Linked DNA regions of Zea mays: region 1 is linked to region 2. A link is a contact called in public Hi-C data. All regions are on one chromosome and are shown on one strand. Each heading gives the region's core, a stretch centred on a gene start, on an enhancer-like site or on the middle of the called end of the contact. The rest is flanking DNA. Distances are from core to core; before and after follow the strand shown. Region 1 has its middle 19 kb from the start of LOC103655347. Region 2 has its middle 7.7 kb from the start of LOC109946023.

The links. A called contact is a pair of places that touch in the nucleus more often than the background predicts.
Region 1: a Hi-C map of leaf shows a contact between it and region 2, with 4 times the contacts expected there. The contact joins two enhancer-like sites. A contact is called at or near these places in 3 of 25 Hi-C or Micro-C datasets (bundle sheath, ear and leaf).

Annotation. Positions count from the first base shown.
Region 1 is chr4:74,721,281-74,725,201 of Zm-B73-REFERENCE-NAM-5.0, reverse strand. No RefSeq gene overlaps it. Among protein-coding and RNA genes, the nearest start is that of LOC103655347, 19 kb to the right of the region's middle. Within about 2 kb of position 2,126, at least 12 of the 20 cell types and tissues checked have an H3K27ac peak or open chromatin away from gene starts, as enhancers often do. A contact at or near this core is called in bundle sheath and leaf, where this site is marked.
Region 2 is chr4:74,549,273-74,552,817 of Zm-B73-REFERENCE-NAM-5.0, reverse strand. No RefSeq gene overlaps it. Among protein-coding and RNA genes, the nearest start is that of LOC109946023, 7.7 kb to the right of the region's middle. Within about 2 kb of position 1,852, at least 15 of the 20 cell types and tissues checked have an H3K27ac peak or open chromatin away from gene starts, as enhancers often do. A contact at or near this core is called in bundle sheath and leaf, where this site is marked.

The DNA of each region.
Region 1 (3,921 bases), core at 877-3,376, 170 kb before region 2:
GACCACGTCCAAGCGGCGGCTGCGCCGGAGCTTGCCGTACACAGCGGCGCATGAGCCATGTAGGACTGCTTCCAGAGTTCGAACTGGCAGTCGCCAAATTTCTTCTCGTCGTCGGTGAGCGACGCCAACGCGAGCGCCTCATGCTAGTGGTGTTTGTTCGGGGTTTCCAAGTAAGAAACATGGATTCATCTTTGGCATTGGTTTATGAAAATGATTTATAAGTTAGATCCATGGAAAAATATTATGGAGAATAAATGTTACACATGCAAAAAAAAGTATTTAAGTTGAAAACATTATTCAAACAAAAGAAATTGCATGCAAGGCTCTTCTTTAAATACTACTCCCTCAATCCAAAAATATAATTTAATAATCTCAGTGATACTTATCTACTACTACACATTGTGCAAGGGTAGCAGGTGGGCTTCGGGAGAGATGTATTATATGTTTTTACTATAATAGATGTAGACATAAACACATATGTGGTGTAGTGGTAGCTACAAACACATTTATTTGAGAGGTCGCGGGTTCGAATCCCTTTGGAGCCTATTTTTTTAATTTAATTTTAGCTAGGCGTGGGATGCACGTGGGAATGGGAATAGGCTTTGTGGGAGGGAGAATGAGAAAGACACGTGATAGCCGGGAATGGAAATGTGAATGAGCTTTGCAGGGAGGGGGAATGAGAAAGACAGGCAGCTGGGAATGGGAATGAGTGGGGCGTCTTAATAGGTAGTAGAGATTTATACTTTAATTATATCTATATATTTAATATTAAAGAGTAAAGAGGTTCATGTGTCCATCTTTTTTTCTAGCTTCTCACAGATCCCTTGTGTTTCTTTCTGTCCTATCTATGACATAACACAGTAAGGTAATAAGTTCAGTTGCAACACGCGTTTGCTAGTTATTACTAAATAAGGTTAACTTTAGCTTGTGCTTATATACAAAAAAAATTTCGTACGTGTAACTAGACAGGGTACTGTTCGAAAGAACAGTACAAACATTTGAACACGACGTAATAACAGAATATTTTTATTCACAAACATCTTGATATCAGGCACCTTGAACATGATCTCCAAGACCCTGCTTATAGCTTATTGTAGCAGGAGATTACTCCTCTACATATATACAGTGTATATATAACAAGTAATACATCGGCTATATACTATTCTTAGCCAACTAATCCTAAATTATAAACACCAAACAGAAAGAAAGAGCGGAGAAAAGGTTCATTAATTAAAAGATAACACGAGACGAAAATTGAAAGTGGTGAACATTAATATAGCTAGGTACCGCTTTGCGCTTGTGTGCCTTTCAACTTCCACCAACCTAGCTTGGCGTCACTCCCGTGAGGCCACCGTGCATTCGCCGGCTCACCGGCCGGCCGGCGCCGCAGTTACGTCGGCCTTCACAGGCGACACCAGCAGTACCAGGTCCAGACCTCGATAGATCACCAACACCTTCCGTGCGTCCACCTCACTCCGTTAATTACGTACCTAGACGGCTAGACCAGCCTGACCGGCGCCGCGGCAGCCGACACGGCCTCGACGCCCCTGCAGCTCAGCGACCGTATGAGCCTCCATGGTGCCCACGCCGCGGCGGAGGAGGACGGCTCGTTCGCGGCGCCGCCAGCCTGCAGAGCCTGCCGCGCCCTCAAGCGCCTCCTGATCTCGCCCATGCTCGTGGCCGCCGGCAGGCGCACGGTCCCGAACGCCATGTCGTGCCACCGCACCTGCTGCTGCTGCTTCTTCCTTTGTGGCGCTGGCGCCGGCGTGGCCGCCACCGCCGCGACGCCGCTTGGCGCTCCGCGGCGAGGGCGCTGGGGAGGCTGCGGCTGGGCGACCGTAATGGCCGCGACCTGGACGGCGACGATTCTTGGACGCTCGGTGCGCGCGCTGCGCCGGGTCCTGAAAAGGAGAGGCGTGAGCTCGAAGTCGTCGTCTCCATTGTAGCCGTCGTATGGAGCGCACCGGCAGCGGAGCTCGTGGGCTGCGATGGTGAGCACGGTTACAGACGGCGGGGAGAGAGAGGACCCCAACTCTCTCATCTGGAGTGTATGTGAGCTTGAGGTGTGTGTGTACAAGGGTGGTGGTGTGCCCTTTTTGCGTCGTGTGAAGCTGTGAAGGGCATATTTGTGGTCACGGTGATGGAAAATAGAAAGGGCAGGGACCATGGAGTGAGATGCTTTAGAGAAGAGAGGGGGGAGAGATGCCGTGATGGTTTGGTCATGCCTTTTGTGGCCTCGCGCCCTCGCCGCTGAGCGTGTGGTTGAATAGAAACCGGGTCTGGGTAGATCACTTTGCTTTCTGCGTAGGCAAGGAACACTAGTCACTGTGTGTTGTCACACCAAGATTTACGTAAATTCACATGTATCTCATATCGTGTGTGTATATATAACCCATATATATATCATTCTTTGCTAAAGAGAAATGATCACTATGGGTCAGACTCAATAGAATTGGATCCATTCCAAATAGCGAGAATTAGGATTCTTGATCCCTCTCAGTCTCTCTTTCAATTCGAGGATCCGGAGAGGTGTTTTCATAGTCGTCTTCGAATATTTGCCATCTCCGAATATTTTCGATTTCATTTTTCTATGATATGTCTTTCTATATGAAAATTGGTTATTTACGATGTACGATGATCCCTGTTAAGCATCCATGGCTGAATGGTTAAAGCGCCCAACTCATAATTGGTAAATTTGCGGGTTCAATTCCTGCTGGATGCACGCGAACGGGAACGGTCTATTGGAATTGGCTCTCTATCCATGGAATCTCATCCATCATCCATACATAACGAATTGGTATGGTATATTCATACCATAACATAAGAACAATAAGAACTCGAATTCTTATCGATACTAGAACTCAGAGCATAGGGGGGAAAGTCGATTTATGGGGGGAAAGAGTCTTCGTTTATTGGGAAAGAATCAATATACTTTTAATGTCGAATCGGGATTCACTAAGACAGATATAAAGCATTGGGTCGAACTCTTCTTTGGTGTTAAGGTAGTAGCTGTGAATAGCCATCGACTACCCGGAAAGGGTAGAAGAATGGGACCTATTCTGGGACATACAATGCATTACAGACGTATGATCATTACCCTTCAACTGGGTTATTCTATTCCACTTCTAGATAGAGAAACAAACTAAAGGAGAATACTTAATAATACGGCGAAACATTTATACAAAACACCTATCCCGAGCACACGCAAGGGAACCGTAGACAGGCAAGTGAAATCCAATCCATGAAATAAATTGATCCATGGACGGCACCGTTGTGGTAAAGGTCGTAATGCCAGAGGAATCATTACCGCAAGGCATAGAGGGGGAGGTCATAAGCGCCTATACCGTAAAATCGATTTTCGACGGAATCAAAAAGACATATCTGGAAGAATCGTAACCATAGAATACGACCCTAATCGAAATGCATACATTTGTCTCATACACTATGGGGATGGTGAGAAGAGATATATTTTACATCCCAGAGGGGCTATAATTGGAGATACTATTGTTTCTGGTACAAAAGTTCCTATATCAATGGGAAATGCCCTACCTTTGAGTGCGGTTTGAACTATTGATTTACGTAATTGGAAGTAACCAATTAGGTTTACGACGAAACCTAGAAATCGATCACTGATCCAATTTGACTACCTCTACGGGATGACCTCAACAGAAAACTGTTGAGTAACGGTAGCAAGTGATTGAGTTCAGTAGTTCCTCATACAAAATTATTGACTCTAGAGATATGGTAATATGGAGAAGACAAAATTGTTTGAAGCACGCACAGAACCGGAAGCGCCCCTTGTTTCAAAGAGAGGAGGACAGGTTATTCACATTTAATTTGATGGTCAGAGGCGAATTGAAAGTTAAGCAGTGGTAATTAAGACCCCCGGGTGAAAATAGGGATGTCTCCTACGTTACCCAT
Region 2 (3,545 bases), core at 603-3,102:
GATGATGAGCCTGTGGACCAAAAGGCAATGGCGGACCTAGGATTTGACCACAGGGTATGCGATGCAAAAAAATGTCTTATACAATTCGGTAAAACCATATATAGTACGACGACAGATCTAGATAACGAACCTTCGAGAGACCATGATTATATCTGATAATCTGATATATGTCGCAGATGAGACATGTAAAGTGATCCTCCGATTTAGAGCAAGGCGGCGACGGACTACGACATGGCACTAGGGCTAGGGCTCCGTTCTCTTCGATCAAGATTAGATTAGAAAAATGAAACATGCAGAGCACTAGAAAATTGAAACGGCAACAGACTGTAGTCTACAGGGCACTACGGAGTTAGAAAAATGAAACGTCCAGTGCACTACGTTGTCGCTCGGGCCTAGTCTCAATGGCCTAATGGGCCTCCCGTCATGACGCCTTACTGTCCAGTGCACTATGTTTTTTCTCTTTTTTCATTTAGTTTTTACATATACGATATACATGCAATCGAAGGTTTTACAGGGTATGTCGGTGCATACCCAGCATAACCTGTGGGTCCGCCACTGTCAAAAGGAGTATAGAAGTGTGTTGGCTCACTTTTGTACTTGATGGCAGTGAGATCCAATATATATATTATTGTGTGTCTATGTGCTCAGTTTTAGGCGCCCTCGTGCACATCCCATAAGTACGTAGTCAAAAGGATCATGATGTACCTTTGTTTTACTCCAAAATTTAGTCTTTGGTATTCCTCTTCTTCAATCCTATCATTCTTTGGATCGCAAGTCAAGTTCTAGGGCTTGTCATTTTTTGTTCTTTACTGGTTTATTGGTTTTCTCGCAAACATTATACCATATCCCAATCCACTATAGAGGTTGAGTATGTTGCTATCACTAATTGTCACTTACAGTTGCTTTAGATGATGGCCACTTTGAGAGACTTAGGCTCACAGTTTTAGCGAGTGCCTTTGATTTGTGACAGCACTGGTTCCATAAGTGTTGCAAAACAATCTAGTGATATGCTCCAAAACAAAGCATATAGATGTCTGCTTTCATTTTCTAAGAGATCATTATGAGAAATGGGACATAGACTTATGACATGTTAACACTTATAAACAGCTTGTCGATATCCTCACCGAACCCCTTAATTAAGCCACATTTGCGCACTTGGGAGGGGAGCTAGGTGTGTGTTTTCTTTTTTATAGGAGCGAAGTTGTTTTAGTTGTACCGTAGAGCTTCTCTTCTTTGCACTTTTTGCTTTTAGTTTGGCTTTTTGTATCATATTTGCATCACATCATGTATCATATAGCATTTTGAGCTTGTTGTGTATAGCTGTTAGAATATGATTATGCTATTGGTAGTATGTTCATGTGTACATGATGATGTTTGGGCAAGCTTAGGCTCATTTTGCTCACCGTGATACAATTATGTTGAGCTAAGTTCATTTTTCTAAACTGTGAACATGTTTAATACTTGTTAAATCCGCTGAGATTAGCAACTAGCATGTGTAGGATGTGTTGAATTCTTTTTGTTGTCACTAGCATGCAGTGGTGAGCCTAGGATTTGAAAGATGAGTATTCAAAATTGTTAAAGGGTAAAAACATTGGTATGTAATAATCATGGTTAATTGGCTATTGCCAGAAGAACCAAATTTATGTTTCTCAATTCTAGCTAAACAAACGGTAGTTATCGTACCGAGTTGAATTGTTGAAGTGATTCTATGGTCTATGGATTGGATGGAATGGTGTCGTGGTGGATGGCTGTGCGTGACTCACGAGCCAATGGGACGGTGTCACGGTGGCCGGTCGGTAGAGTAGTGGATGTGGACAGTGGGGTGTAGGTCGAACAACAACATCTGGTGAACAGTTGTGCGTGGCTGACGGCGAGGGCACGCCGCACGCGTGGGCAGATGGCAGCGGCGGGCAATTGCTAGGAAACAACGAACGATGACACAACCGCACATGCACGAAGCCTAAAGCCAGCGGAAGTTAGGGAGAGCCACGAGAGAGAAGGGTTGTGGGGGCCGTTGAATAGGTAGGTTTTACGTATACATATTTTATTTATATTTTTTTATTTTTTTACTAAAATTTTGGGTACTCATTTGAGTACCCATGTCTGCATGGTGGCCTGCACTATAGGTGTACATTCGGGCCGCCCGGCCCGGCCCGGCCCAAGCCCGAAAAGGCCCATATTGTTTGAATTTCGGGTCGGCCCGGCCCGTTTGAATTTCGGGCCGTGCCGGGCCGGCCCATGGGCCTCGCCCTCGGCCCACGGCCCGGCCCGTAATTGCTTAAACGTGCCGGGCTTATTTCGGGCGGCCCGAAATTATAAAAGTCCGAAATTCAGTTTTTGGCCCGAAATTCAGTTTTTGGCCCGAAATTCACATTACGGCCCTAAATTCAACAAAATAATAAAACAAATAAAAGATAAGACAAATAAATTTGAACAAAATCAAACTTAATATTTGTATTAATGTTACCACAGCTATGCAATGACTACCTCGTTTATAAATCATTTTGTTAGAAGAAAAAAGAGTATAATCAGCTCTATACAAAGTTCATAAGTTCAGTTTATTGTCTAATGTTCATAACAAAAGTAAAATTACATCACACACTCTAATTCAAAGATACAAAAAAACATCTAACTAGTATTATCTCTAGCTTTGTGTTCTTTATCAAGTATATGAAAGTGTGGAATGAAGTGTGTTTTAATAAATATATGGGCCTTTTCGTGCCTCTATATGGGCCTTTTCGTGCCTGCCTTAAACGGGTCGTGCTCGTGCCCGCTCATGGGCCGTGACCTCGGCCCAAACCCGGCCCGATATAACGGGTCGTGCCGGCCCGGCACTAAATTATTTCGGGTCGTGTCGTGCCTGGGCCGTGCTTTTTTTTCCGTGCTTCGGGCCGGCCCATCAGGCCCGGCCCAAATGTACACCTATAGCCTGCACCTGCTAGTATGCTAGATTACTCTGTCTCATGCTTTGAGTCATTCACTATCTTAACCAAAATAATATTATTCTAAAATTGGATTGGGGATAAGTGAAACAGAAAGATTGAGGTACGTTTGCATTTGTCACCAAATTATTGTATCAAGACTTATTCTCCTTGCACCTTGAGAAGTATAGTAGATAATTGAAACTGGCGTCTTCCACTTATTATTACATTTCTACATAAGGATGCGCCTGATTAAAAAGTTAAATTTGATAGTGCTTACTACCCCTCAGACTCACATTCTATTGACTAAATCTTGTATAACGCTATGATAGTTTGGTTAAATTGGACAATCTTGTATAATGCTCTGATGGTTTGGTTAAATTCGACACCTTTGGCATGATGAGTGACCGTTGTATTAGACTCAATATTCTGTATTTCGGTTAATCATGAGCGTACCACTGAGCATTCTATGTGGCACAAAGTACTTTATCTATGTCGCCTCATACCATTTGAGCATTCCAACAAGGAATATGCCTGTCACAGCAATACTTCCTCATGCATGACATGTTTTCCATTACTTGCGAGTTATGACTACTTGTATGAGCAAAAGATATTGCTATCATA